Linked DNA regions of Mus musculus: all the other regions are linked to region 1. Evidence: chromatin contacts called from public Hi-C and HiChIP or PLAC-seq data. All regions are on one chromosome and are shown on one strand. The core of a region is the stretch at or near the end of the contact, and the rest is flanking DNA. Distances in the headings are between cores, read along the strand shown.

Region 1 (3,815 bases), core at 719-3,218:
TGTGATTTGGCACTTGGCCACTCAATTAGAAATCACTTTCAAACATGGGTGCTTCCTTCTTCAAGCTAACTTTACCTTCATTGTTTGGGATTAGAGATGTGTGCTAAGGGCTGAGCTACACCATAGCTAGAAATAGGTTTTTTCCAGGATATGACAGTCTCAGGGTTCACAGTGTGATCAAACATTCTGCAACTAAGTTTAATGATTGAGATTAAAAAAATAATAGTAATGGCTGGTCGTGGTGGCGCATGCCTTTAACCCCAGCACTTGGGAAGCAGAGGCAATGTAAGAAAGTGAGTCTCTTGTGAGGCAAAGGAAAGGGGGTTATATGGGTTAAGAAAAAGAAAGTTGGGGCTGGGTGTAGTGGTGCATACCTTAATCCCATCACTGAGCAGGTACAGGCAGGAGGATCTCTGAGCTTGAGGTCAACCTGGTCTACAAAGTGAGTTCCTGGACAGCCAGGAATACACAGAAAGATGTTGTCATGGGGAGGTAGACTTGTGGGGAGGGGAAGGGAGAAAGTAAGCAAAAGAAACAGAAAGGAAAGAATTGAAAGGTTAGGCCTGCAGAGATGGTCTAACCTTTTTTGTTAAGAGCACTGGTTGCTTTTGTTGAGGACTCAGGTTCAGTTCCCAGGCATGCAGGAGGGAGCATATACATGCCTGCAGGCAAAGAGCCATATGTATAGAATGAAAATAAATTTTTAAGAAAGATAAAGAGGGCTGGGCATGGTGGCACACACCTTTAATCTCAGCACTCGGTGGGGGTGGGGGTGGGGGTGCACAGGCAGGCGGATTTCTGAGTTCTAGGCCAGCCAGGTCCACAAAGTGAGTTCTAGGACAGCCAAGATCTACACAGAGAAACCCTGTCTCAAAGTGGGGAAAAAAAAAAAAAAAAAAAACAAGAAAACAAGCAAGAGTTGATGAAATGAAAACATCACTTTAAGGTGTTGTTCCAGCATTCAGGTGGCAGATAGGTAGATCTCTGTGAGTTCAAGCCAGCCTGGTCTACAAAGTGAGTTCCGGGAACAACCTAGTCTACACAGAAACCCTGTCTCAAAAAAACGGAAACACACACACACACAAATATATATATGTAAATTTTTTATTTTTTTGTTTTTTTTGAGACAGAGTTTCTCTGTGTAGCCCTGGCTGTCCTGGAACTCCCTCTGTAGACCATGCTGGCCTTGAATTCAGAAATCCGCTTGCCTCTGCCTCCCAAGTACTGGGATTAAAGGCGTGTGCCACCACGCCCGGCTCATGTTTTTTTAAATTAAAAAAAAAAAAAGTGTTTGAAACTGGAGCAATAGAGACTGGTAGAGGAAGAATAACTCTAGTAAAAATAATTAAATATTTGTATACTATTTTATTTGACTATGAAAACATAATAAAGAAGAGATCTAGGCTAATTATTTTTAGTAGAGCATTAAGCATCACAGCGGAGCATCATTATGTTAATGAGACCTGATTCCGAGGGGCTTGGGCTAAAGTTTTATCAAAGTTGTAGCGAAAGGAATCTGACTGTTCCAGCACTCCTCCAACAATACATTCATAGGGTCTTAAGATTAACTTATGCAAAATGCTTAGTAAAGTACAAGCACTGAGTAGCTGAAGAGTATCTTAGCTCCCTCTTCAGCTTTTTTTTTTTTTTTTCTAATGAGGGGCGGGAGGAGCCAGTACGTCATCAGCAGGGGCGGGTGCACTCGGTCGCTTTTTAATCGGACCTAGGTTTTTAACCACGAATCTGCGCAAGGGTTAGCAGTGCGGTGTCAGCTTTTTGGTAGAAAGTACAAATGCTTTAGTGAGCGTTTTGCACAGCCCGGCGCGGCCTCCCGGGCGTCGACCCACACGCGACACGTACCACACACTTTCGCCTTCGCCGCCACAGACGAGCCTGCCGGAGCGAAGCACGCACAGGGGCGGGCAGGCCCTCCGCCCCCGGAAGCAGTTTTCCTCCAGAACCGGAAACAGTTGTTGCTTCCCGGGAGGAGGGACTGGGCGGGTCAGGGCGCAGCGGCTGACGGCGGGGGAGGAGCCGGGTCCACTGCCGGGTGGAGGGGCAAGGCGAGTGTCCTTATCCTACCGACCGGGGCCCGGGCCTGGGAGCCAGTTGGAGTCGCGGCAGCGTGAACGATCGGGCCGAGCGGAAGCAGACATGTTGCTCTTCGTTGAGGTGAGTGGCTCGGGTCGCCCGGTCGGGCTCTGAGAAGAGCCGGAGTGTTCGGGGCGCGGGCCGGTCCCACCGCCATGTGACTTTCCAGGCCGTCCACGCCGCGGAGCCCGACGAGAGGCTGACACAGCACCTGGGCCGTGCAGGCCGTGCAGCCCCGCTGTGCCCTCCGCAGGCCCGAGGAGCCTGTGTGGGTCGAGGCCCCCGGCGGCAGGGAAAGGGAAGGCGGCGCGTCGGGGGCTGGGCTGAGGTGGCGTGAGGAGCCGAGGGAGCCGAGGGTGTCCCATATGGAGCTCCTGAAGGAGGCGAGCGGGCGGGCGGGCGGCGGGGGCGGAGCCTGCGGAGAAAGGGCGATCAGGTGGGCGCGCTGGGGGTGAGCGAGGCCTCGCGGGGCCGCCTGGGACGGAGCGAGCAACATGTGGGAGCGCGGGAGAAGGGGAACTGCGGGCGCGGTGGGGTTTTGTCTCGCTAACTGGGGAGGGGCGTGTTGTTGTTGTTTTTTTTTTTTTTTAAGAGAGTAGAAAGCTCGCCCGCTCCCCCCACCTCCGGACCCCCCAAGCTGCACCAAAATTTTGTTGGGTTGCGTCCGCCGGCTCTGGAACGTTCGAGGGGGGTGCGGGGGGAGAAAGCGAGCTGGTGCGAACGGCGAAGCCCCACAGGGGTCGGAAGCCTTGAAAGGCACCGCTCTGACCTTTTGTAAAAGTTACTCGGGCTGCGGCTGCGTGGTGCGGGTTGATTCCGCGAACCTGTTCGGGGCCAGTTACAAGGAAAATTGCAAAGGAGGAGAGAAACTTAGGTGAAGCCGGGGTTTTGTGGTGGTGTTGGATCGGTGGAAATACCGTTTCTATTGGACCGTCTACCGTCCGCCTGTTTGAGATTTCAAGGTAGTGATTACCTGTCTTAGACAAATAATGAAGTTTAATTTCTCTCGTTTCTGCCCGGTTGTGTTGAGTGAGCATCAGCTGACTGCCTGGCAAATGCTTTGAGTAGATTCCAGATCATATTGTTCTTACATTGTGAAAACGTCAATCCAGCAAAGCTGCAACTTTGCAACTTGGCATTTGTTAACTATGCCCATAAAAAGAATCTTTTCATGAGAGACGGAATCACAGGTTGTATAATGGACTTGGAAGATGGGGCTAACTTAGGGGCAAAGAGTGTTCAGAGTGGTGGTGGGAGAATCTTAGGGTAGTCTGGCATAAAGTAAATAAGCAATTCTTATTTTTCATTGTGTATATTCGTTGTACTTGGTATTGTGTTACATAAGGACATTTTCACACAAACACGTGTATTGTATATTAAGCAAATAACTGCTTATATCTTCTATACTCATTTTCCCTCATTACTGATCTACCTTTCAGTTGATAAGTTTGGGATCCTAAAAATTAGGCGTTAAAGACGCTTAATTAATGTATGCTGAAGGTCAGTAGTATGTATTCATTTGGATATTTGAAACAGTCCACTAAAAATTTCGAACAGTGGACTCAATCTTTCTGTTTATTTTGTTGTTATTAATTTAAGTTCACCTTGGTTTTGAAAAGGACAAGAAATCAGGTTTTATTGTAAGCAGGGCTTAGTTTCCTTTTTAGGAATTACCATGCCGTGCAAATATTGTTCACCCCACCCCCGGAGACAGGGTTTTTTCT
Region 2 (3,815 bases), core at 478-2,977, 990 kb before region 1:
GGTTTCTCTGTGTAGCCCTGGCTGTCCTGGAACTCACTCTATAGATCAGGCTGGCCTCGAACTCAGAAATCTGCCTGCCCCTGGCGTGTGCCACCACGCCCGGCTGATTTGTACTTTAAATGGCCTCTCTGATCTGGGTGATTGGTCTCTCACATCAAAAATTTGACTTCTCAAAAAAAAAAAAAAAATTGAATGTCTCAGGGAAGAGAGATGTATTATTTTTTAAATCCGGTAAAATATATTTCTTAAAATTAATAGATGAACCATACTATTAATGCTTAGAAAGATACATTTGCACAATGTAAAGCTTCAAATCCATGAAGCCTGTCTGTCAAGCTATTATACCAAATTTCCAAGGCTTTATTCGTTTAATTTGGCGTTGATGTAGGCCATTAGTAATGAACAACAAAAGTTCTCAGAGAGGGACATTTAATTATCTTAAAGATAAAGTTAGAGATCAGGTGAAGTGGGAGGGCTGGGGCCCACATGTCCCTGTGGCCTGAGTTATTGTCCATTTATTCTCTCATTTAATCCTCACACCACTCTCTGGAGCCTGTCTCTTTCTAGCCTCTCCTCTTGGTAGATAAGGAAATTAGTCCAACAACACAAAGAAACACAGCCGATACCTCCCCTCCCCCGCCCAGGCTGGTCCAGTTCCGAGAGCCACAATGTGAGAACCTTTTTGGTAGAAGTAAGAAATATTAAATATTGAAAACCATCGAATTCACGATGAGAGGTTAAGCCGACATCTGTCTGTCTCTATGGACACAGACCAGTGGCTTTAGCCTAGTGTGTTCCTGCCACAACCTTTACAGCAAGGGGGTAATCTTTTATTTTCTTTTTCTTTTTTTTAAATGTTTATTAGATTTATTTATTCTGATCTTTTATTTTCTGACAACGTCTCTGCCCCCGCCCAGTTCTTCTTTCTCTTACATACCCATTATGTTAATAAACTATCTTATAAAATGTCACTACTCTGTCACTTTAAGCCAGGCCCCGGTCCAGAGAGCCAATGTTACCAACATTTCTCCTTCGGTCTTCACGGATGTATGTGTATAAGTGTGTCATTTGTTTTGTGTGACTTTTAGAAACAGGAACCGCGCCATGCTGTATTTTCTGTTTGACTTGTCTGTCCTTTTCCTCTCTGTGCCCTGTGGAGCTCCTTTTAAACGTTTCTGCCTCTTCCTCCCAGCTGATGCGGCTAGCATCAGAACCTTTCCCTTGTTTTCACTCAGCTCTTGAAATGACTTCATGGCACAAGCCAACATCTAACTGGGTTTGTATTCACGGGGCGGGTTGAAACAGGCACACGCGTTATGGCTGACTGGAGTGTTACTAACAACACAGAGGAACTAGAGAAGCAGGCGGCCCATAGCAGCACGGTAAGCGCAGAGACCCAGCGCAGGCGCGCTGTGTTCTCACCGTTTATCGTTAGCCCCCTGCCTCCGGGTGGTTAACCCCCACTCTCCAGTCCTTTATTCCTTACACCTGAGGTATTAGTGGCCGACTCACAAAGGCGATGTTGTAAACACGAAGTGAGGTAGCCCAGGGAACGAATCGCAAACCTGGTGTACTGAGCGCTTTCACTTCTGGGATGGTCTTTCAGAGGAAGCACGTCACTGTGGCTCGAGGGAGGGTGGTTAAGGAATGGAGCTATGGGTGTGGTTGGTAGCCTGGAAAGTCCCGGAGGATGGACACGGGGATGCACAGCTGTGACCCAAACCCTTGGGAGACTGAAGAAGCCAGTCTGTCCCACACCGGGAGACTCTGTCCAAAACAAAACAGAAACAACAGTAACAAAACTGGAGAATGCCAGCCGGGAAGACTGTTGATTAGCGGTGTTTCTTGTGTGAGTGAGCTTTGTCACATATAAAATAGGGTGATAGCCAGGGCTATACAGAAAAACCAAAAAAAAAAAAAAAAAGGGTGATAGTGACATCTGGTCTTTTCCAAGTGCAGCCCCCTTTAACCCTCACAGCCGCACCTGTGACGCGGCCTGAGTTTCTTTCTTTCTTTTTTTAATTTATATATTTTATTTATATGAGTACACTGTAGCTGTCTTCAGAAACACCAGGTCCCTTTACAGATGGTTGTGAGCCACCATGTGGTTGCTGGGATTTGAAATCAGGTCCTCTGGAAGAGCAGTCAGTGCTCTCAACCGCTGAGCCATCTCTCCAGCCCCGCAGCCTGAGTTTCTAAATGAGATAATCTATGACTGGAAAGCACTTAGGGTATTTTTGGAGTAAATGATGTTGCGTTATTGTACTGTGCCGATGGTGTGGCCTAAACTTGGCATGAGCTCACATTCGCTGTCTCTTTAATGCTTTTCTTAGTTGCTTTATTTCTTTTGAGACCTTCAAGGATGGGGGTGGGGGTGGGGGTGGGAGCTGTCTTTGAACTCCTGAACCTCCTGCTTCTGCCTCCTGAGTGCTGGGATTACCATCGTGTGCCAGAGCATCTAGCTAATACTCATGAACTCCATGGATATCTGCTGCATGTCTAAAGCCTCGACGTATGTGTGGAAAATATGAAGTGCAAAACAGATCTTGTCCCCAAAAGCGCTTATGATTTTTAAATCGAGGTTCTTTAAAATATGAGGTAACATATTTTGGGAACTTCGAACCCCGAGATTAAAAGCTTTGCTAATGCCCACTGTAGGGGTAGCTGCCATCAACCAACACAAGGCAGAATTATGAATATTCACAATTTGTGAATATTAATATTTTTTTCAAATATTATGAAAAATTTTATCAACTTTTTTTTTTAAACTTACAAACGTAAAGATAAGCCGGTGACATCTGCTTATTTGTTCTAGCTGAGCCTCGAATGTGAAAGGGAGCCTTTGAAGGGTCTCCAGGAGGGCTAACCAGGCTGGTCTCAGGGCTGTCTGAGGGCTGGGGCAGCTGCGGGCAGCCAGTCTCCTGCTGTGTAGCTCTCACAGAAGCACACAAATATTCCATTGTTCTAAACACAATACAAGCGGATACTTAGCGGGCAGATGAAATTTAGTAGGAACCAAAACACACACGAGCAATGAGCAGTACTAGACATGAAACAAGCCTGATTTGGGGGCAGTTTCCAACAAATAAGCCTGTGTTGTTTCTAAAATGTCCGCCTATCCCTCCTGGCTCAGAGAGCTTTCTCTAACCCACAGAACCTGATTTTAGGGTGTGTGTGTGTGAACTCATCCCAACCAGTCCCAAACTGAAATTCCAATTCCACAAGAAGACAACTTCAGCTGTCAAGAGCTGAAGCCACATGTGACTTCTGGTCTGAAAATCAGTCAGACAGCAGATGGGCCAAGTGTTTGTGGAATGTGACAAGGCTCGAGGCCTGAGCCAAGCCCCTTCGCCTTAATTCCAGGCTTAGCTCAGAGAAGAGCAGTTTGGAATGCTTTTCTTTTAAAGGGACAACGTTAAAATATCCTTTTGGTTTTGTGTGTTATTTATGGACTTGAGGCATTAGGGATTGAATTCGGGGAGGCACACACACATTTTTTTCTTCTTGTTTTGTTGACAGGGTTTTTACCTTGTAGCCAGGGTGCCCTGGAACATGACAGCCTCCTCCTTTGGCCACCAGAGTGCTAGGGACAGGTATGTCTCACCATGCCCAAGTCAGATTACTTTTCTAAGAAAACCAACTAGTAAGTAGCGTGAAAAGGGAGTGTTGCTAAGAAAGCCCCTTTTCACGGTGACGAGATTTCTCCTCCTCCTTCCCTTCTCCTTCTCTCCAACCTCAGCCTGCAAGAGCGTTTCTTGGCGTAGCCCTGGCATTCTTGATTCCTGGCCTTTGCCTCCTGACACTGAAGAAATTTC
Region 3 (3,815 bases), core at 384-2,883, 920 kb before region 1:
GACTAATAGCCTGGAAGGAAGGCGGGGCCTGGAGAGGAACGGAAGCCTAGGGATGCAAGCCAGCACTGGGCGTTGGCTCTGACCCATCTCGGAGGACACACGGAAGGTGGGGGAGTTCTCTGCTCTGCAGTCTGCAGGGAGCCATCCTCCTTATCCCAGTCAGGCATCCAGCCTAGAACCCCAAGCCTTCTTCTCTTACACCCGTCTCTTTCTCAGGACCCAACTGAGGTAGACTCATCCTGTTTGAGAGTCCCAGGGTCCCCAGTGGTAGCAGACACATGGCTCTCAGCAAACCCAAAGGGCTTCAGCATCCTTTCTCCTGCAGAGAATCCAGACGGCCTCTGTCCACTCCTGGGACTGCCTGTGCTGCATTCTGGAAGTAGTGTGTCACACAAAGGTCAGACACCAGCCTTTCTGCTAACTGGGGTGTGGGGGCGCTGTTAAGGGGTGTAGCTGTGTATTCCTGTCATGTCTGTGCACACATGCATATTTGTAGCCTCTACAAAGCTGGCTCAGTGAGTATTGGGCAAGTTATCTGTGGACCTGTCGGAGGACTTCTCTCTCTAACAGGCTGTAGTGGCTGGGTATCTCTCCCATCTCATCTCCCTTTATCTGCACCATGTCTGGGTACCTGCATCTCCTCTGCACTGGAGACTGGTGCCTACTAGTCTATATGTCTTTCAGCCCTGGCAGCTGCTATCCCCCACCCCCCTCCCCTTCCTACTTCAGGAATTCCTCTGGTTCCCGTAAGGCCCGTGACTGCCCAGCAGATGGTGTGGAGGGGGCACCAATCCAGTAAAGGCTGAAAGTGTACCACAGGCCCACTCAGCCCCAACAAGAGTGGGCACCTCACAGGCCCTTTCATGGCACAGACCCTTGGAACCCCGACATCCTCAGCACCCTGTGAGGTGCCCACTCTTGTTGGGGTGGGTGTTACGTCCGAGTTTGGGGGCTGTGTCTTTAAGATGGAAACATCACCATGCAACTTCTGCTGGTCCAAGGGCGGGGGTGGGGGTGGGAGAGCTGGTCAGTCCATTAGCTGCAGAGCTGGCGCCAATCACCAGCCCTTTACCGTGCCCTGGGGAGTAGGCAGAGATAAGCTCTTCCCCAGCTCCCTCTGCCTCAGCCCTCGGTTGTGGCCAATGATGGGGGGCAGTTGACAACAGGTGAAAGGAGAACCCCAGTTTCAGGAGACAGGAGGAGGCACGAATTCCCTGGCTTAGGCCAGGTTAGCTCTCCCTCCACCTACCCCACTTCTCATTGCTCAAAACTTGCCCTTTTCCTCAGGTCCTCATATTCCCTAATTTTTACCCCCTCTTCTGAGAGGGCACCCCAGGTCAAGCCATGTCCTCCCATTCTAGGCTCCAGCGTTGGATGCATGCTCTAAGGTAGACCTTAGCCCACCTCCATCACATCCCGGATCTCAGCCAGCAACAAGGGGGAATCAAGCAGGCAGGGTGCCAGCAACCAGGAGAGGGAAGGGGTGGTGTCCTCTCTCTGCAGGGTGGGGCATCCCCCTCCCCACACAGCCCAAGGCTGAAGTCAGGCCAGTGGGAGGAGCTGTCGTGGCCCCCCACCCCCCCTCCCCGGAGACCGCAGGGCTATAAAGCCGCCCCGCATCGGTCTGCAGCTCCTTGCCACCCGGCCTAGTTCTGCCAAGCGCTGAATGCCATCTTCCGCCAGCATGAGCCATCATCACTCGTCGGGCCTGCGGTCCAGCATCAGCTCCACCTCGTACCGCCGGACCTTTGGGCCGCCGCCCTCACTGTCCCCCGGGGCTTTCTCCTACTCGTCCAGCTCTCGCTTCTCCAGCAGCCGCCTGCTGGGCTCGGGGTCCCCGAGCTCCTCGGCGCGGCTGGGCAGCTTCCGTGCCCCTCGAGCGGGGGCACTGCGCTTGCCCTCGGAGCGCCTCGATTTCTCCATGGCCGAGGCCCTCAACCAAGAGTTCCTGGCCACTCGGAGCAACGAGAAGCAAGAGTTACAGGAGCTCAACGACCGCTTCGCCAACTTCATCGAGAAGGTGCGCTTCTTGGAGCAGCAGAACGCAGCCCTGCGCGGGGAGCTGAGCCAGGCGCGGGGCCAGGAGCCGGCGCGCGCCGACCAGCTTTGCCAGCAGGAGCTGCGCGAGCTGCGGCGCGAACTGGAGCTGCTGGGCCGGGAGCGCGACCGGGTGCAGGTGGAGCGGGACGGGCTGGCGGAGGACCTAGCGGCGCTCAAGCAGAGGTCAGAGGGCAGGACCGGGCCTGCCAGACGCTCCCTTCGCTCCCCCTGCCTTCCCCTCCAGATCCAACAGCCCTAGGGCGTGGCCGGGCTGGCCAACCCCAGGGCGAGCCTGCAGCATCCAAGCCAGCCCCCTCCCTGCACTTTGCTCCGAGAGCCTAGCGGAAGTGACCAGACATTAAGGGGACTCCCTTCTCTGTTCCTAGTCCGTTAGACGGGCAGACTGAATCCCTCCTTTTAGATCCAGGACAGCTGCATAAGCAGATGGGGGCGGGGTGCTGGATGTGGCACGAGGTCTGGGAGGTCACCCCGCAGTTCAGCATCTTCCCACTCTGCCTGTCAGGTTAGAAGAAGAAACCCGCAAGCGGGAGGATGCGGAGCACAACCTGGTGCTCTTCCGTAAGGTGAGTGAGGGGTCACGTCGAGTCCCAACACCCCAGCTGCACCCCCAGCTGCGTCTCCAGGGTGGCATCGGTGGGTTAAGGGAGGCCACTCCGTGCTTCCGAGACAGACAGGGAAGACCTGGCCCTTCCCTGGCCTGAGGAGCCCTCCTATTGATCCCCTATTCCCGTTCGCGAAGGACGTGGACGACGCCACTCTGTCCCGCCTAGAACTGGAGCGCAAGATTGAGTCTCTGATGGATGAAATTGAGTTCCTCAAGAAGCTACACGAAGAGGTGGGTGGTCGGGGTGTCTGGGAAGGCTTGGGAGAGACCTCGCTGAAGCTGCGCAGACAACAGGGATGCGTTGTGATGACAACCCCACCCTTTACAGGTGTTTTTGACTCCCACCCATGCGCCACCTGTTGGCGATAGGGGTAACTACACCCTGAACCTGACAACTGGCTTAAGGGCAACTTGGGCTCAGGTCTCAGAATTCAGAGGGGGTGCACTCCCTAGCACCCCCTTCTGTTCAAGAAAAAGGGGAGCTTTTTAATTAATTAATTAATTAATTAATTAATTAATTAATTAATGTTCTATTCACAACCCCCGCCTTTCCTGTCCCGTAGGAACTTCGAGACCTGCAGGTGAGCGTAGAGAGCCAGCAGGTGCAGCAGGTGGAGGTAGAGGCAACAGTGAAGCCAGAGCTGACGGCGGCGCTGAGGGACATCCGTGCACAGTACGAGAACATCGCGGCAAAGAATCTGCAGGAGGCAGAGGAGTGGTATAAGTCGAAAGTGCGAGAGCATTGGGGGAACCCTGGGGGACCAAGGGTGGGGAGGCACTGGGAATGGCGGTGCGCATCCCAGCCGGGCTTGTCTGCTACCGCGCAGTATGCTGACCTGTCGGACGCCGCCAACCGCAACCATGAGGCCCTACGCCAGGCCAAGCAAGAGATGAACGAGTCTCGACGTCAGATCCAGAGTCTGATGTGCGAGGTGGATGGGCTGCGAGGCACGGTGAGCACTGTGAGGCTGTCTGGGGGCGGGGGGGGGGGGCGGCAGTGGATGGATGCTGAAAACCCTTCCGACTGCCCGCATCTTCTTCCCCTTCCCCAGAATGAGGCGCTGCTCAGACAGCTGCGGGAGCTGGAAGAGCAGTTCGCCCTGGAGGCTGGAGGGTACCAAGCAGGCGCAGCACGGCTGGAGGAAGAGCT
Region 4 (3,815 bases), core at 472-2,971, 680 kb before region 1:
ACCCCTGCCCGGCTCACAAAGTGCTTTTTAAAGGAGAGGCTGGAGAGATGACTCAGTGGGTAAAGACAATTGCCATCAGTCCTGATAACCTGATTAAATCCCCAGGACCCAAATTGTGGAAAGAGAGAAGTGACCCCAGAAAGTTGTCCTCTGGTTCCCACATGGGTGCAGTGAGCACACATGTGTCCCCCTCCGCCCCCCGATAAATAAATAAAATAAAAGCAAGAAAACATAAGGGAAAGAAGAGACTTTAGATTTTTTTTTAAGCTCGGTTTTGGTTTTATTTTGTTTTTGTTGTTTTGTTTTGTTTTGTTTTGTTTTGATACAGGGCTTCTTTGGGCTACACATTTCCCTGTGTATTCCTGGCTGTCCTCGAACTTGCTGTATAGACCAAGTTGGCCTCGAACTCAGAGATTTGCCTGCTTCTGCTTTCCAAATGCTCGATTAAAGGGGTACACCCACTACCACCTGACATACATTAGATTTAAAGTGCATCATGGATTTGTTATTTGAGATCACTTCAAGAAAGACAAATTAGATCTCAGGGGAAAGGGTTTCTTCCCCTCATGTCCGGCTTTTCATGACGTCCTGGGACATCATTTTAAAGATCAGGTCTCTCACTAGTCAGAAAACACAATGTAGGCTAGTTCGGCTAGCCGCTGAGCCCCAGGGATCTGTCTGCCTCTACAACTCAGTGCTGGCTTGAAGAATGAATATAAGAACTTTTAATACAACTATTGATAAAGCCAAATTGTCTATAGACATAAAGAGGTGTTTTCCTGAGTCAGGTTCAGAAACCTACAGAAGGAAACAGGCAACGTCTTGGTCTTTACCCCGGCTTTGGAGGGGTAAAGAGGTGCAATGCCTCCAACCAGGGCCAGCTGTACTAGCCCAAGAACTTGAGCATGCATGCCCATTAAGTAGCTTCGAGTTCCCTTATCTACATAACTGAACGTTTATCTCTCACTGTAGATGTTACAGAGGCAGATTCTGAAAGTAACCCAGCGCTAAGCGAGAGGCACGTACGCACTCATTTAGGGGATTTGTCGGCTTTGCCCGACACATACGGCTGCTGGCACAGGAGTTTAATTAATAGTTCTTGAATTAAGAAATTAAAACTAAAGCCGGGCGTGGTAGCGCACGCCTTTAATCCCAGCACTCGGGAGGCAGAGGCAGGCGGATTTCTGAGTTCGAGGCCAGCCTGGTGAGTTCCAGGACAGCCAGGGCTACACAGAGAAACCATGTCTCGAAAAAAACCAACAACAACAAAAAATTAAAACTAAAGAAAATACGCAGGGAAAAGAGCCGCTCTGTGAACCGCTGTAGTGCCCTCTGCGCGGGAGAAATTAATGGCTCGGTCCGGTCTGGGTGGTGGCCGCGGAGTCGCGGGCAAGAAGGGGGCTGTGAGCCGGGAGAGCCACGCCGCCCTGCGCAGCCAGCGCGCGGTCAGTCCCAGGCCCGCCCAGGCGCGCTCCGCCCCCGGGGGTGGGCCCAGGCGCGCCCCGCCCCAGGGGGCGGTCCCAGGATTCTGCGCACGTGGGGGCGGGGCCTGGCGCTCCGGGCCGGGGGCGGAGCCGGGCCGGGCACACCGGGCCGGTTGGGGGCTCCGCTCCTCGGCGAGAGCAACCGGAGCCCCGGCCACGAAGGGGTGCGACCCCCCCACTGGCCCCGCCCTCCCGGCCGAAGCCCGGCCAATCAGAGCTGTTTTTACTGGCGAGTGGGCCGAGCCGGCCCAGCTGCTCTGAGGCTCTGGCATGGTAACGTCCCCGCGCGGGGGTGGAGAGGCCCGGGGCTGTCTCACAGCGCCCCCTGCGGCCCGGGCTCGAGCCGGGGAGGCGGGAGGGCCGCCGGGGCACCCGGGACCCTGAGGGAGGGCGAGGGGACCGAGGGGTGAGGAAAAGAAGCCCTGTAGGTAGGTGGGGGCGGGGAGTGAGGGTAGAAGGGGCGGGGAGGCCATTATGGTGCATGGCGGGGGGCGGGGGGGCGGGTGCGACCGGGGGCTGAGGGGACGGAGAGCCTAGGCGCTGTGTGAGGAGGAGGAAGGGATGAAGTGAACGGTGGGTCTGTGGAGAAAGGTCGGGGGCGAAGGGAGGGCAGGCGATGGAAACCAGTTGCCAATCCTAGGCTATTTGGCGTGGCCCGTGCCCCTCCCCCAGACCCAGGCTTGTGCCTTTTGGAAGCCCCAGGTGCCCCTTTGGACCTTAGGGGACACCCTTCCTTACCCATCCGTTCTCAAAACCTGTCTCCCGAGGTTAGGAGGGACTTCTGAGGAAAGAGATGCTCCTGGTTTCCACCTCAGAACCGGAGTAGTCCAAGAAACGGAGGAGCAGAGGCCCCTGGGTCCCAACCCTGGCTCTGCCTTCAGACAGACTGTGGTAACTCTGTGTGACCTTGGGCAAGTCACTACCTTTCTCTGGGCCTTGAATTTCCCATTGACTTTTAAAAAGGAAAATGGGCAGTATGATAAACGGACTCTCCATCCGTTGCAGAAGGGGGCGGGATTTGAGGAGGGAATTCAGGCGAAGGGGTTCTAGGATGCGTCAAGCAGGAGGATGTTGGAGTGGAGACCTTCAGCTTGACTGGGGAAAATTTCTCGGGATTTACGGATAAGAGATTTAAAGCTTGCAAGGCTGGGTCCTGGCAGGCCTGGGCCTTGGGAATCCCGTTGGAGAAATGGGAGAACTCTATAAATAGAGGAAGTTGAACCCTGGAAGTTCAAAAACGATGAGAACCAGAAGTAACAACATTCTGTTTCTTCGGGAGAGTGAAGAGGTGATGGAGGATCAGAAGCAAAATGTTGTATTCTAGAAAGATCTCTAGGCTCTTTGTGGGGAGCAGAAGAAATGCTAGGGCTTACACACCAGAGTAGAGGCTAGGAAGTAGGTGGGGGAGGGGCTGGACCTATTTGGGCTCTGCAGGTCAGTGGAGACAACAGGGTGCTAGAGCTCAGCTGTTCTTTGCAGCGCTCTGCATTGAACCTAGGGCCTTGTTAATGCCGGCAAGAACTGTAGTGCTGAACTACTCTGCCAACCCCGTTTCTTTTTGATGATGGCTGCCTCTCTTTGAGAAATATGCCTCTTAGCCTTCATTTTCTTACAGTTCCTTTGGTGAATAAGTCAGTCCAGGCCTACCTAGGATCACCTGGTTGTCTCAGAATCTCAGGATTGGGATTAAAAAAAATGAGGCTAAGAAATGTCATCTGTGCCATCCTTCTTTCTGGGAGGCAGCTTTATGGGGTCGGACTGCTTGGATTCCAAACCTGCCTCCGCCGTTTAATCTCTGAGAACTGTAGCCACGAAGTAACCTGTTAGAACCCCAGCTTCTCCATGAAATGGGGATACTTTCTCAGAAGGTTGTGAGGATTAAATGGACATGTGGTGTGACTCTGGCTCATAATATGCACCCAGCAAACATTACTGTTAGCCGTGATCTCTGTTCTCTTCCCTGTCTCTCTATTTTTGTCTTTTTCCCTGTTCTTCTGAGTGCTCAGTTCTGAGCTACCCCTTAGATCTGAAGGCTGAGAATTGATTACATCTTGTATCAGGATGCTTCCATTGGTCTCCCTGAATATATGATGACTAGATGGCCAATAGTCTCAGTATTGACTCTCCCCTGCCCTACAATGTGTGTTCTGTTCCGGGGAAGACTGACAAATCTGCTTGTCTTTAGCTTTCTTTCTACTGTCCTTTTGCACTGGTCACTTCAGAGTCCACTCAGAAGTGTTACCGTCCCAAAGTTGTATTGGTATTGCAGCAGGTGAGAGGAGCAGAAAAGAAAGGACAGCACAGGGGGAGGGAGGGAAGACTCTAAAAGGT
Region 5 (3,815 bases), core at 438-2,937, 660 kb after region 1:
TCACTTCACTCTTCTAGAGACTTTGTTGCAAAGCTCGCCTCCCACTCCAGAGCCTTTACCCACCAGCCTGAAGGGCTGTCCTCCGTTCCTCTTTGCCCACCACTTCTCACCAAGCAGCAGTCTGAATCACGTGCTCCACTAGTTCCAGGAGAAACTGCCTCAGATTTTGCCTTCCCCGGGTTCTCCCTCCCCGAACTTCATATCAGCAAAAAACAGTGTCCCTCAAAGTGAACGTTTGTTCTATACATAAGAAAACAAGTTAGTTCCTCCCACACCCAGGCTGGCACAAGGTGAAACCAATTAATATGTAAATATCCGTCAGCGCGCCAGAACCAGCCTGATTAGGAAAGGAAAGGTGAGACTCAATTCACCACCTGGCTCCTAGAATTTTTAAACACACCCCACATCCCTCTAGCCCAGGCTAGACTTAAATTCACTATTTAGCTGAGGATAACCTTGAGTTTCTGGTACTCCCGCCTCTACGTCCCAAGTTGCAGGGACTGCAGGCACAAGCCATCAAAATGGGTTTCATCTCAAGTTCTCTACCAATTAAGCGACATCACGAGTCCTCCCGGTTATCTTTAGAAGATTCCCTTTCTCCTTTACTTAACTACTGGGGTGAATGTAAAAATGGCTCCTTTGGGCATCAAAGAACTTCCTAAACCCAGGTGACTCGCAGTGCTTGGAATTGGTCCGGTCCAGACTTGAGAATAAAATAGCGCAAAAGGGCACACTGAAGTTGAATTCTGTTTTCTTGGAGCTTTTTCCTGCGTGAGGCCCGACAGCGGGTTGGTAGGGGTAGGGTGGGGTGGAGTGGGGTGGGGATGGGTGAGTCTTCCAGTCTACACTGAGTGAGGCCTCGCGGAATTCCAAGACCTGTTCTGGGGTGGGAATTCTTAAACAGCCCCCCTACTCCATAACTTTCATCACCTACCTTCAGGAGAAGGTGTGGCCGGTAGGTTGTTCATCGTTGCTGAGGGCAGGCTATTTCGTAGGGTCAGATCTGTGGGAAGAAGGACGGACAAGAATGAGGTGGACGGGCTCCTGAGGTCGCAGGGCTTGTAGATCCCAGGAGAGCCTCGGGCGCCAGGTTTTCCCCGAGTCCCTTCCCCTGGATATATCCACTCTCTTCCTTTCGGTTCTAATCAGCTTCCATAAACAAATCCTTCCCCCAAGAGCTGACCCTGGTCGCAGGGTCGGGGAATGGGTGGCGTTGGTGACCCTTTCCCCAGGCCTGGGAAAGTTAAGCAAGGGTCGGCCCGGTTGCGCCCATGAGCGATCCGGGTCCCTTAGCCACCTGCATTACCTGGGCTTCCAGGGCCAGGAGCCCCGCCGAGCCGTCCGCTGGGTGCGCCCCGCTCCCCGGGGATCCCGCGTGCCCCGGGCCCGCGCCCTGGCCGTCGAGTGTCCCTGCAGCCGCGCAGTACCCGTGCGGGTCAGGTCGCAGGCGCGCGGCGGCCGAGTGCGGGCTCCGGGCTTCCGCGCAGCGCGCTCACCTTTCCAGTCCGACGGGCGGGCAGGGCCGGGCGCCGCGCGTCCTTTTGAACTCGCCGGGGTGGGAGCGGCCGAGAGTCGCCGGAGCCGCGCCCGGGACCCCGCGCCGAGCGGCCGCCGAGCCCGGACCGCGGTGGGAGGGACAGGAAGGAGCTCGGGGCCGCCCTCAGCAGGTTCCCCCGGGAGGAAAGGCCACTGTCCGGAGCCGCTCCGCCCCCGTGCCGGGCTCGGCCGGGGTCGGCAGCGCCAGCTGTAGGGCGAGCGAGGGGCGTGTCCCGCGGGAGCTCAGTCACGCGTGGGCCCTCTGGAGTCCGCGACTTCGGGGCGACTTAGCCGAGCACCTCCCGGGGCCACCTGGACCTTCCGCGTGCGACCTTCCCAGGAGGCGGTGGAGCGTGGAGAGGGTAGGAGGTGTGGCTGTGGGCTGTTTAGGATTAAAAGCTCCAGCGTAAGTGCTTGCCAGCTGGGTGGCTGTGGGCACATTCCTGAACACCTCAGTAGTCGGTTTCCTCATCCCTAAAATGGGGACTGAAAGTGGCAATTCCCGTAAGGCCGTTTTACAGCCTTGGTCCTAGCCCGAGGCAAGCGCCTTGATTTAAATATTCATCAGTGCTGTACTTTAGCAGCAGTTGGACTCACGTCAGTGACAGGAAATGCTCCCAAATTAACTAGAGGAACTCGTTGACTAAGAGGCAATAATTCTATATAACAGGCTCTGGAGGTGGTCCCGCTGTGTAAGCTAGCGCAGGTTACTTCTGATTCTTTGGGCAAAGCTGTGTGAACTCAGGGTTAGGGTTATTGCGGAGCTCCAATGAGTTGCCTAGAACCTCACCTAGCACATGATAATGTGCTCAAAAAACACTGGCCAGGTTACCTGGGTAGCTCACTGAGGGTCGGACCTGACCAACCACACTTGGCTTTCATGTCTTTTTTTTTTTTTTTCTTTAAAATATAACCTTTAAAAGTTGCTTTGGGGGGCGGGGGAGGGGGGGAGAGGGGTTAGCTGGAGAAAGGCTCCCAGTAGTTCACAACGTCCTGTGATTCAGTTTCAGGAGATCTTGATGCCCTCTTCTGGCCTCCACCGGCACCGGCAGGCTCACTTAAAACTTTGCTGGGGCTGATGAGAAAGCTTAGTCAGTGAAGATACCTAACTGCCTTGTAAAGCTAACAACTGAGTTTCCCAGAAACCACAAGCTGGCCTCAGGTTAGGACCCACTGCCTCAGCTTTGGTATTGCTGGCACGACAGGTTGGCACATGACACCCAGTCTATACCCAGACGCAGCCTGTCAACACTGTCCAGAGTCTGGGGAGCAGGGACTCAGGATGCGTCTGTGTCAGACCTCCATAAGGAGTCAAGTGAATCGATGATGGACACGGTCTCACATGGACAGCCAGTCTTCTCCAAGAGTGAAACTTAAGCCTCGGAAACTGAAGCAGCCATGCTTTTGTCAACAGACCTCTAGGGACCTCAGGGCAGACAAGAGACAGGTGACATTTATCTTCGCCTGGCTTTATTGGCTTCCTTGTGCTTCTACTGGGGTGGCCGTGTTCTGTGTCCTTGCCTTTTTCCTGGATGATGTCTGGGCCAACTGTTCAGTTCCCGGCTGAGACTGTCCACACTACCCAAGCATGTGGGCCCTTTCCTTCCCCCTTGGATGCTTCCTTGGGATCGCAGTAAAGTACCATGTTCACAGCGTAGTGCATTTTCCACTCTAGCTGTGCCTCTGTTGTAGCAGTTACTGACTTACCCCCCACCCCCATCAGACAGGAAGTCCTACAACTTGGACATGGCCTACTCCCCCAAAGAGTTCCCATTTTATTGGGGGGGGGAGAGACAAAGACAAAGCAAACCCCATAAGCAAAAGGCTTGAACTGGGTTTCTCCAGACTTTTTTTTTAAAGACAGCAGCACCTGTATCACATAGCAAAAGCTGACCTTGAAGTTCTGGTCCTCCCACCTCCGAGGACTGATCTTGGCAGGTAGGTGTCTGCCCACCTGCCTGGTTTATGTAGTGCTGGGGAATCAAATCCAGGCCTCCGAGGATGTTAGACAAGCATGCTACCAACTCAAGTGCCCGTGCAGCCTGAGGGTTTGTCAGATGGTGGACCTGGAGCAGAGGTGCCTCTATTCCCAGCCCGTTCTTACCCTTCCATGACACCCTAGTTAGCCTGGAGTAGTGATCCTGACTGCCACAGGAGGGAGTGCCTGGGGGAGAGCTAGAACGGGCAGAGCCGGCAGTGGGGTTATTTGAAAATCTCTCGGGAGGCACCCTCCCAGGACTACTGTATAGAGAGCTGTGAAGGGCAGTCTTTCAAAGTGA
Region 6 (3,815 bases), core at 755-3,254, 580 kb before region 1:
TCTAAAGCAGCCCCATACCCCACACCTGGGACTAAAATAAAACACAGTCTTATAATATGTCTGTGGTTTAAAGGAAGCAGAAATGCCAAGATGATCACTGCGTGTATGTCTGTGTGAGGGATGTTGGATCCCCTGAACTGCAGTTACAGATAGTTGAGTTATCAAGCAGATGCTGGGAATTGAACTCAGTTTTTCTGGAAGAGTAATCAGTGCTTTCAACTGCTGAACCATCTCTTTTCCCTTTTATTTCATTTTCTCTTACGGTTTTTTTTTTTTTTTTTTTTTTTTTTTTTTTTGAGACAGAGCCTCACACCATACAGACCAAAAGGGCCTCATACTCAGAGACCTGCCTCCCTCCCTCTCCTAAATACTGGGTTTAAGGGCCTATGCCAATACCTGGCAGGTTTTTTAAAACGTGTTAATTTTAACTTACATAAGGTGGTTCCCCACTCCCCACCTCCCTTAGTTCCCCAGTTGGAGCATAACCTGTGCAAGAGTTCCCAGTTGGGAAAAACTAATCAAAAACGATGTCCTTAGTTCAGACTGTCCAGAAACTTCAGATCCTCTAGCCTCCACCTCCAGAGTGCAGGCTTACTTGGTCCCCCCCCCCCCCATCTCCATCTCCACCTCCACCTCCACCTCCACCTCCTCCCATTCGATCCCCTCCTCCTCCTCTCTGTCTCTAGTGTCTCTGTCTCTGATCTGCCCAACCCCCAACCCCGTTTCTCCGTGCTTTCTCTGGGTATTTCTGGCTGTTCTGGAACTCGTTCTATAGACCAGGCTGCTCTCAGACCAGCGATCTGCTCGCCTCTACCTCCTGAGTGTGTAGTAGGTAAAAGTTACCTTGGCCCAAACCATGGTCAGCCCTAAGGGCTTTGCTGGAAGCAGAACTGAGAGGCTCAGATGGTCTTCCACCTTTCCTCTACACACTCCTCAGGCTGCCTCACTCTGGAGTCCTTCAGGGCCCTAATTCAGCATGCAGCCCTCAACTACCCAGGATCCAGCTGGAACCCATTCTATACTTGTGATTTCAGACAGTACTAATGAGTTGTGAAATTGATTTTTAAAAGCATAGGCCACAAAAAATAAAAATAAGAAAATAAAGGCTCCTGGTTTTTGGTTTTTTTCTCTCTTTTAAAATTAGCTTCACAGCTCCTTCCAACTAGGTTATGCTCCAACTAGGGAACACGCCCTAAGGGACGTGGCGAGCCAGGGAACCACCTGCTCTTTGACCGCCCTTGGCCAGGTCTCTAAAGAGCTGGTTAGGATTGCAAGACCAGGTCTTTGAGGCCGTTACACCTGACTTGCAGGGCCTTGGGTAACTACCAAAAACCACTCACTTCCATGCAGGTGGTTGTGGTCTCTGTAGCCAGTTTGCTTGGGGCTCCTGAGCTACCGGGTAGCCTCAGACCCTCCAGGCTGGGGTCCCTGGGTCCCTGTAGAATGGCTGGCCCTTCAAAGGTGCTCTGAAGCGTAAGCGCCATTATATTCAATGTTAAAAGGTCTCGAGAAAGCCGGGTGTCGGTGGCGTATGTCTTTAATCCCAGCACTTAAGAGACTGGTCTACAGAGTGAGTTCCAGGAAGGCCAGGACAGAGAAACCCTGTCTCAAAAAACAAAACAGAGATCCCAGGGAGAGCTGCCTCGCTTTCCTTCATTACCATCCCATGAGAGGCTTAAAACCAGCATCTTGGGACATTTTAGTGTCATGGGTGGGTGGTCTCACATGACAACGGTCTAAGCCTGACACGCCCCATTTCACTTTTCCTACTCCATGGGTCTGAAGCCCGACGTCCATCCTTCCTATGTAGGGGGAAGAAGGCGGAGGCCTATTGCTAAGGTGCGGGTTGGTGGCTACAGTCTTGATTGACAGGGGTATTAGCCAATGACTCTGACGAAAGCGGCTGCTGTTTATGAACGTGCAGATAACGGACAGGAGCAGTGCAGCCGGGGGCCAATGAGAACTCGCCTGGGCAGGTCTGAGGGCGGGGTTTCCCTAGGGGGCGGGTGTGGGTAGACTTCCAGCGCCAACCCCCGGAGACTCAGAGCACATCCGGTTTTAGCAGAGCAGGGAAGCTCCGGAGAGGTGGGCTGAGAAGGTACGTGCGAAACTAGGATCGGGCAAACCCGGAGTGAGGGATAGGGAGGGAGCAAGCGCGGGAGAGGGTAGTAGCTTCCGTTTTCGGACGGATCAGCTCCTTAGGCAACCCGGCCTGTTCTGCGTCGAGATCGAAGGAAAGCTGGGCGGGGAGGGACGCGGAGGAACTAATGCCGCGCATGCGCAGCAGCGCCGGCGGGGGCGAGTCTGCGGGGTCTCCCGGGCAGTTGGACCTGTGTCTGTGGCGAAGGCAGGCCTCTTAGCGACCCTCGCTTGCGTCCCTTCCACCCTCAGCCGAGTTCAGGGCTTGAATTCGGGACGGGTCCCCCACCCCTGACTTTGAGGTAAACGAAAGAGAAAGCTGTGTCGTTGTGGTCACCCCGCCCCACCCTGCGATCGCCTCTCGGCTGTTCCTTCTCGGGTTCCTCTGCCTCGCCTGGGTGAGCCGTCGGGGTTGGGGACTTGAGGTAGGCCTGGTTATAAGGCTGCCCTGTCACGGCGGGCCAGGTGATGTCACACTTCTTTATGACACTCGAGATTCCTTAGTTACTTAGAAGCCAATGGTAGAGGCCGAGGTGAGAAGCCCCGGGCTTAGCCTGGCTCCCCAGGCCCACGGAGCAGCCCCACTCTGATCTGATTGGTTGCCTCTGGACAGGTGAGGTGGCCTTGATTGCTTCGTCCTGAACCCTGGGTGAGTTCCAGAGTCTGCCCCGGAAGGGCGGCGATGGGTACTGTTTTTCTTGGACTGACTGATAAGTAGGCTTTGGCTTGCCTGCCTTCGTTTCTTTCCTTTTCTTTTTTTTTAAACAACAAAAACAAAAACAAGTTGTCTGGTGCCAGGCCAGGTTGCTTTGCCTGTCCAACCAGGCTTGTGTTGGCCAAACAACAAAACCACTTTGAACTTGAGACTCTCCAGTTACACAAACTACCTGTGAATGTGTAACACTTCGGACGAGCTGACTGCCTGAAACACAGACAGGAATTTGAAGGCTGAAGGTCAATGCCAGACTTTGTAGTTACTTATTAATATTTGTATGTGGTTTACCTTGTGGCTGTATGGGTATCTTAAGAGAGAGGTATGATTCAGGAAGTCCCTGAATTGCCCAATCACGTTTTCATGCCTTCTGCTAACACACTTAAGTCAGTAGTTGCTACATTTATTTTCTTTGGTGTTTCTTTATTGTCTAATTTGTTTTCTGCTTTGACTTGAACAAGTGGACATTTAGATTCCCCTCAGTTTTCCCCTAGTAGAGAGTGTCTGGAGTCCTTGAGAAACACAGCCTGTAACTTAGATCCACTTTTCCACTTCCATTATTCATCATGGGGAAATCAGGTTGCGCCCCTGGGTCCTGCTCTCCCTCTGTCCATCTGAATGAAGCCCTGCTTTCCTAACGACTAGGAAGGGGAGACATTAATTCGGATACTTAGCCTTTCCAGTTTTTCCTCCTTGTTACAGATAAAATTCGTGGTCTTGGTAGAAATGCTAAAAAATACATTGTGGGAGGAACCGACATATGTGCTGCGGAGTTAGGGAACTGCCTTATTGAAAGTGTGTTTTCCTGTTGTGGGTGAAATGGAAAGGTCAGGAGACCTGAAGCTGGTTCGGTTCTGGCCCCCCCCCCCCCCCCCCCCCCCCCCCCCCCCGCTTTAACTTTGTGATGTTGGTCAGATCAGTACTACTGTCGGGTTAGCACCCTGCAGTGGAGCCATCTACGTGT
Region 7 (3,815 bases), core at 363-2,862, 550 kb before region 1:
TTTTTATTTAGATATTATTTATTTTATGTGAGTACACTGTCACTGTCTTCACAAACCAGAAGAGGACATCAGACCCCATTACGGATGGTTGTGAGCCACAGTGTGGTTGCTGCGAGAATTGAACTCAGGACCTCTGGAAGAGCAATGCTCTTAACCACTGAGCCATCCATCTGTCCAGCCCCATATATTCTTATAAAACATATATACTTACATATTTTATTTTAATTAAATATATTTATGTGTGAGCAAGTACGTAGCACACAGAAGTCAGAGGACAACCGATGGCTGTCTGCTCTCTCCTTCCACCATGTGGGCCTGGAGAAGTGAGTCAGGCTTGGTGGCAAGGGCCTTTTACCCCTGAGTCTGTACAGGGGTCTGACTGTTTTTGAAACAGGGTCTTCTGTAGCTGAGGCTACTACATTCTGCAGCTCAGGAAGGCCTGGCCTCCTGCCTCCCAGATGCTGATGCCAAAGTGTCAACACCTCACACCTGGCTTCCAAAAGACCATTTCTTTCTTTTTTGTTTTTGTTTTTTGTTTTTTTTTTTGGAAACAGGGTTTCTTTGTGTAGGCCTGGCTGTCCTAGAACTCACCCTGAAGACCAGGCTGTCCTAGAACTCATAGATCTGCCTGCCTCTGCCTCCTAAGTGCTAGCACGCTGGGCCTTGCTTTCTTCTTATGACAATCTATTATTGAACCTGCGATTTACCATTTGACCCAACTGGCTACTTATCAAGTCCTGATATCCACCTGGCTTGGCCCCCTCCCCCACCCCCAAGTGCTGAGGTTATAGACACACACCTTCAAGCCTGGCTTTTATGTAGGTGCCAGCTATTTGAAACTAGGGTTCATGTTCCCACAAGCAAGAACCGTACCCTGAAACTGGACAGAGGGCTGTGAATCAACCCAGATTTGTAGGTCTTTAATAATTAAAACGTTTTTAAAAAGCTGGTCCCCGGGGCTGGAGAGATGGCTCAGTGGTTAAGAGCACTGACTGCTCTTCCGAGCCAAAGGTCCTGAGTTCAAACCCCAGCAACATGGTGGCTCACAACCATCCTAATGAGATCTGACTCCCTCTTCTGGTGTGTCTGAAGACAGCTACAGTGTACTTAGATATAATAATAAATAAATCTTTAAAAAACAGCTGGTCCCCTTCCCTAAAATCACAGACGACCCCACAAGTACTTACCGTGAACTTTTGGCTTTAAGAGATTTATTTATACACTTGAATTACCCCAGAGAATAAGGGCGGGGATCTAGAGCTGGGGTTTGCTACAGAGCATGTTTTCTTTTTTTAAACTTTTTTTTTTAAAGGAAACAAAACATACTATTTGTGGGGGGGAAAAGTAGAAAAAAGGAAATAAAATAAACCCCTGGCAGCCTTAGAGAGGCTATTTTTTTTTTCTTTTTCTTTGTGTGTGTGGGTGTCGCGGAGGGAGGGGTGGGGGCGGGGGGCTTCCTGCAAAAGGAGAGGTGCCAGTGTGCGGAGCCCGCCTCTTTCCCGCCTTTTGGCTTTGGCCTTTTGGGGGAGGGCAGCTGTCTGGCAGTCTGAACTTCCTGTGTTTGGGAAACCCGGCTGAGGTCTTACATGAACATTCGCCCATTGTTCTTGAGGAGAGTGAGGTCACAGTAACTTTACAAGCAGCTGTTGCAAACCGAGACACCAAGTGTTCTGCCCCAGCCATGATCAAGGAGGTTTTCAGCAAAGCTTTCCTTGAGCGCCAAGAAACCGGGCTCCCTGGAGTATCAATAAACCCACATGCTCCCGCCCTCAAATTCTTTCAGTTGGAACCGAGCCCTGGGTCCGGGGAGGGGGGCCATTGTCATGTGGGCTATGGCTGACTGGGATCAGGCAGGAGTTGGGGGAGGGGGAGATTGTCATGTGGGCTATGGCTGACCATGGTGGGCAGGGCTGCCTCCCGGGACCACTATGGTTCCTGCAGCCTATCCTGCCCTGGGACATTTCTCCAGTCAACTCATTCTGACCCAGGGACCGAGGTGGCACCTGGTATTTTCAAATTCCTAGCATACTGAGCAGACCCTGTCGAGAACATGGATTTTGGTCTTAGCTTTGAAGTGAAGATGAAAGCCCACCATGCCAAACTCCTTTCCAGGAAGGAATGGGATCTAGGAGGCCAACGCAGTTCTAACAGGAAATGATGTAATGCATCAGGCTTAGGGCAATAACAGGTCAAGAAACCAGTCAGGAGTTGGTCAGAAACCAAGATGCAGACTTCCGTTAGTACACCTAGGAAGGGGCAGGGACAAAACTGCATTGTCAGACCCTGTTCTGGTCTTGTTAATTTCTTCAGTGATGGCGTCAGCTAAGGGAAGATGGCAGATGTGGGCGGAGCGTAGAGCGTGAAGGAGAACAGGGGCGGGGCCACCTGGCCTCAGGCTGCTGATGGGGCGGGGCCACCTGGCCTCTCAGTCTAATATACAGATGAGGAAAACCAAGGTTTGTAGTGATAGGTTTTTTTAGGAACGCCAGCTCTGGTGATAAATATCCTTGGCTTCTAGTGCTCCCGAGTCATATAGAGATGGTTTATAAAGCACGAGGAAGTGAGTTGAGAGACAGCATAGTGTGCCGGTGTGAGGGTAGTCCTCTCAGGCTCTTCCCCTCTCGGCCTGGGTAGTCACTGACTGTCCCGTGTCTATATATAAAGCCAGTGGGACTGCTCCGAACTGGCCAGTCCCCAACCTGGAGCATAGAGAGGTTTGAGCGCATGATCACAGGCCTCTTCCCCATCTTTCTCACCAAGGCTGCATGGCCTTGTGTGCCCTCTGGTCAGTGACATCCTCTGGGCTTCAGATCTACACAGGTCACTGTAAGTCACCTTCTAGCCAGCTCCTCCAGGGGAAGGGCACAGAGCCTCATTAGAGCACCCGAGGGTCCCTGGACCTACCCACCAGTCCACCCGAAGGATTATAGAGAAGCCAGCAAGCACAAAGGGGGGGCTGCCACACAACAGTCACGGTGGGGAGAGGCCTCCACGTTTTATTAGGGATGCTGCAGAAGCAGGGCTGCTTTTCAACAACAGATAAATTAACCGCAGTGCGGGTAGGGGTGGGGACTGGGCCAGGCGCTTATATATATATATATATATAAAAACAAAGATGAAGACAGACAAACAGACCCCACGATGTGGGGAAGGGAGGCAGCACCATTCAGACAGCAGGGAGGACCAGGGCAGAGTGAAGGCGACTTGTCCCCCTCACCCCCAAACTCCATAAGCCTGGGGCTTCCAAAATCAGCCCCATGGGGGCTTTGGGGCAGGGTTGCAGCCAGGTTGGGCAGAGGTGGCACAGCTGGCGGGCAGGAAGCCTAGCACCGCAAGATGGCTCGGCCTGAAGTGGGAGCTGGGACAAAGCAGCCTGGAGCCCCCGGTCCCGTAGAGCAGAGCCTTACTCTGGGGGAGTCAAGGGACTGGGGATGAGGTCTCTCCCTGAGCTGAGCATGGTTGTCGCATCCACAGCAGCAGTGGCATACGCCAGGGACCCCCCATCGCCTTCTTATCCTCTTTCTCCTTGGTCCCTTCAGGTCAAGCTTCACCGGCCCAAAGGCGTGGGGCGTGGAGCGCGGAAGCAGGTCGTTGAGGGTCCCTAGCTCCAGAGGAACTGTAGTGGGTGCGGTCCCTCAACCCTGACTCCCACAGGAGGATAGCGAGTCATAGAGGGAGTCACTTAGGGATTCTGAGGTCTCCAGCCCGGGGGCGCCCCCGCTGGCCACTCGGCCTTCCTCGCCCATGTCCGACGTGCTGGGGGTACGACTGCCTCCAAATGCTGGGCCCTGAGGTGTAGATGTGCGGCTGGGATC

The links. A called contact is a pair of places that touch in the nucleus more often than the background predicts. HiChIP or PLAC-seq counts read pairs in DNA pulled down with a chosen protein or histone mark.
Region 2: an H3K4me3 HiChIP or PLAC-seq map of bone marrow-derived macrophages shows a contact between it and region 1, with 8 times the contacts expected there. The contact joins the promoter of 4930578M01Rik here to the promoter of Larp4 in region 1. A contact is called at or near these places in 2 of 39 promoter capture datasets (liver and pre-B cells) and 2 of 115 datasets of contacts at active chromatin or transcription factors (bone marrow-derived macrophages and pancreatic cancer cells).
Region 3: a contact with region 1 is called in an H3K4me3 HiChIP or PLAC-seq map of bone marrow-derived macrophages, with 2.4 times the contacts expected there. The contact joins the promoter of Prph here to the promoter of Larp4 in region 1. A contact is called at or near these places in 3 of 39 promoter capture datasets (hippocampal neurons, liver and pre-B cells) and 1 of 115 datasets of contacts at active chromatin or transcription factors (bone marrow-derived macrophages).
Region 4: a contact with region 1 is called in a Hi-C map of muscle stem cells, with 3 times the contacts expected there. The contact joins the promoter of Prpf40b here to the promoter of Larp4 in region 1. A contact is called at or near these places in 2 of 39 promoter capture datasets (hippocampal neurons and liver), 2 of 484 Hi-C or Micro-C datasets (embryonic stem cells and muscle stem cells) and 2 of 9 other capture datasets (adipose tissue and pancreatic islet).
Region 5: an H3K4me3 HiChIP or PLAC-seq map of embryonic stem cells shows a contact between it and region 1, with 7 times the contacts expected there. The contact joins the promoter of Smagp here to the promoter of Larp4 in region 1. A contact is called at or near these places in 4 of 39 promoter capture datasets (3T3-L1-derived adipocytes, fetal liver, hippocampal neurons and 1 more), 2 of 484 Hi-C or Micro-C datasets (LSK cells and embryonic stem cells) and 5 of 115 datasets of contacts at active chromatin or transcription factors (embryonic stem cells, extraembryonic endoderm stem cells and large pre-B cells).
Region 6: an H3K4me3 HiChIP or PLAC-seq map of embryonic stem cells shows a contact between it and region 1, with 12 times the contacts expected there. The contact joins the promoter of Tmbim6 here to the promoter of Larp4 in region 1. A contact is called at or near these places in 3 of 39 promoter capture datasets (embryonic stem cells, hippocampal neurons and neural stem cells), 5 of 115 datasets of contacts at active chromatin or transcription factors (bone marrow-derived macrophages, embryonic stem cells, stem cell-derived neural progenitor cells and 1 more) and 1 of 9 other capture datasets (adipose tissue).
Region 7: an H3K4me3 HiChIP or PLAC-seq map of embryonic stem cells shows a contact between it and region 1, with 7 times the contacts expected there. The contact joins the enhancer-like site here to the promoter of Larp4 in region 1. A contact is called at or near these places in 10 of 39 promoter capture datasets (the 3T3-L1 cell line, 3T3-L1-derived adipocytes, HPC-7-derived erythroid cells and 6 more), 1 of 484 Hi-C or Micro-C datasets (cortical neurons) and 5 of 115 datasets of contacts at active chromatin or transcription factors (bone marrow-derived macrophages and embryonic stem cells).

The regions. Positions count from the first base shown.
Region 1 is chr15:99,970,812-99,974,626 of GRCm38.p6, forward strand. It overlaps Larp4 (La ribonucleoprotein domain family, member 4), which reads left to right and starts at 1,969. Exons shown (of 16, transcript NM_001024526.2): 1 at 1,969-2,172. The coding sequence starts at 2,155. 2310068J16Rik (RIKEN cDNA 2310068J16 gene) reads right to left here and starts at 2,476. Exons shown (of 1, transcript NR_028124.1): 1 at 1,356-2,476.
Region 2 is chr15:98,984,238-98,988,052 of GRCm38.p6, forward strand. It overlaps 4930578M01Rik (RIKEN cDNA 4930578M01 gene), which reads left to right and starts at 1,728. Exons shown (of 4, transcript NR_045991.1): 1 at 1,728-1,849; 2 at 3,520-3,593; 3 at 3,740-3,815.
Region 3 is chr15:99,053,541-99,057,355 of GRCm38.p6, forward strand. It overlaps Prph (peripherin), which reads left to right and starts at 1,634. Exons shown (of 8, transcript NM_013639.2): 1 at 1,634-2,223; 2 at 2,564-2,624; 3 at 2,801-2,896; 4 at 3,229-3,618; 5 at 3,718-3,815. The coding sequence starts at 1,667.
Region 4 is chr15:99,293,517-99,297,331 of GRCm38.p6, forward strand. Prpf40b (pre-mRNA processing factor 40B) reads left to right here and starts at 1,722. Exons shown (of 26, transcript NM_001370635.1): 1 at 1,722-1,912. It also overlaps a transcript of Fam186b not described here.
Region 5 is chr15:100,635,253-100,639,067 of GRCm38.p6, forward strand. It overlaps Smagp (small cell adhesion glycoprotein), which reads right to left and starts at 1,688. Exons shown (of 4, transcript NM_174992.4): 1 at 1,307-1,688; 2 at 935-1,003. The coding sequence starts at 968.
Region 6 is chr15:99,390,943-99,394,757 of GRCm38.p6, forward strand. It overlaps Tmbim6 (transmembrane BAX inhibitor motif containing 6), which reads left to right and starts at 2,005. Exons shown (of 10, transcript NM_026669.4): 1 at 2,005-2,098.
Region 7 is chr15:99,419,064-99,422,878 of GRCm38.p6, forward strand. It overlaps Nckap5l (NCK-associated protein 5-like), which reads right to left. Exons shown (of 13, transcript NM_001001884.1): 13 at 2,971-3,815. The coding sequence ends at 3,636. Among named protein-coding and RNA genes, the nearest start is that of Nckap5los, 12 kb to the right of the region's middle. RefSeq lists an enhancer at 891-2,494. Within about 2 kb of position 1,613, at least 174 of the 459 cell types and tissues checked have an H3K27ac peak or open chromatin away from gene starts, as enhancers often do. A contact at or near this core is called in embryonic stem cells, liver, pre-B cells and 1 more, where this site is marked.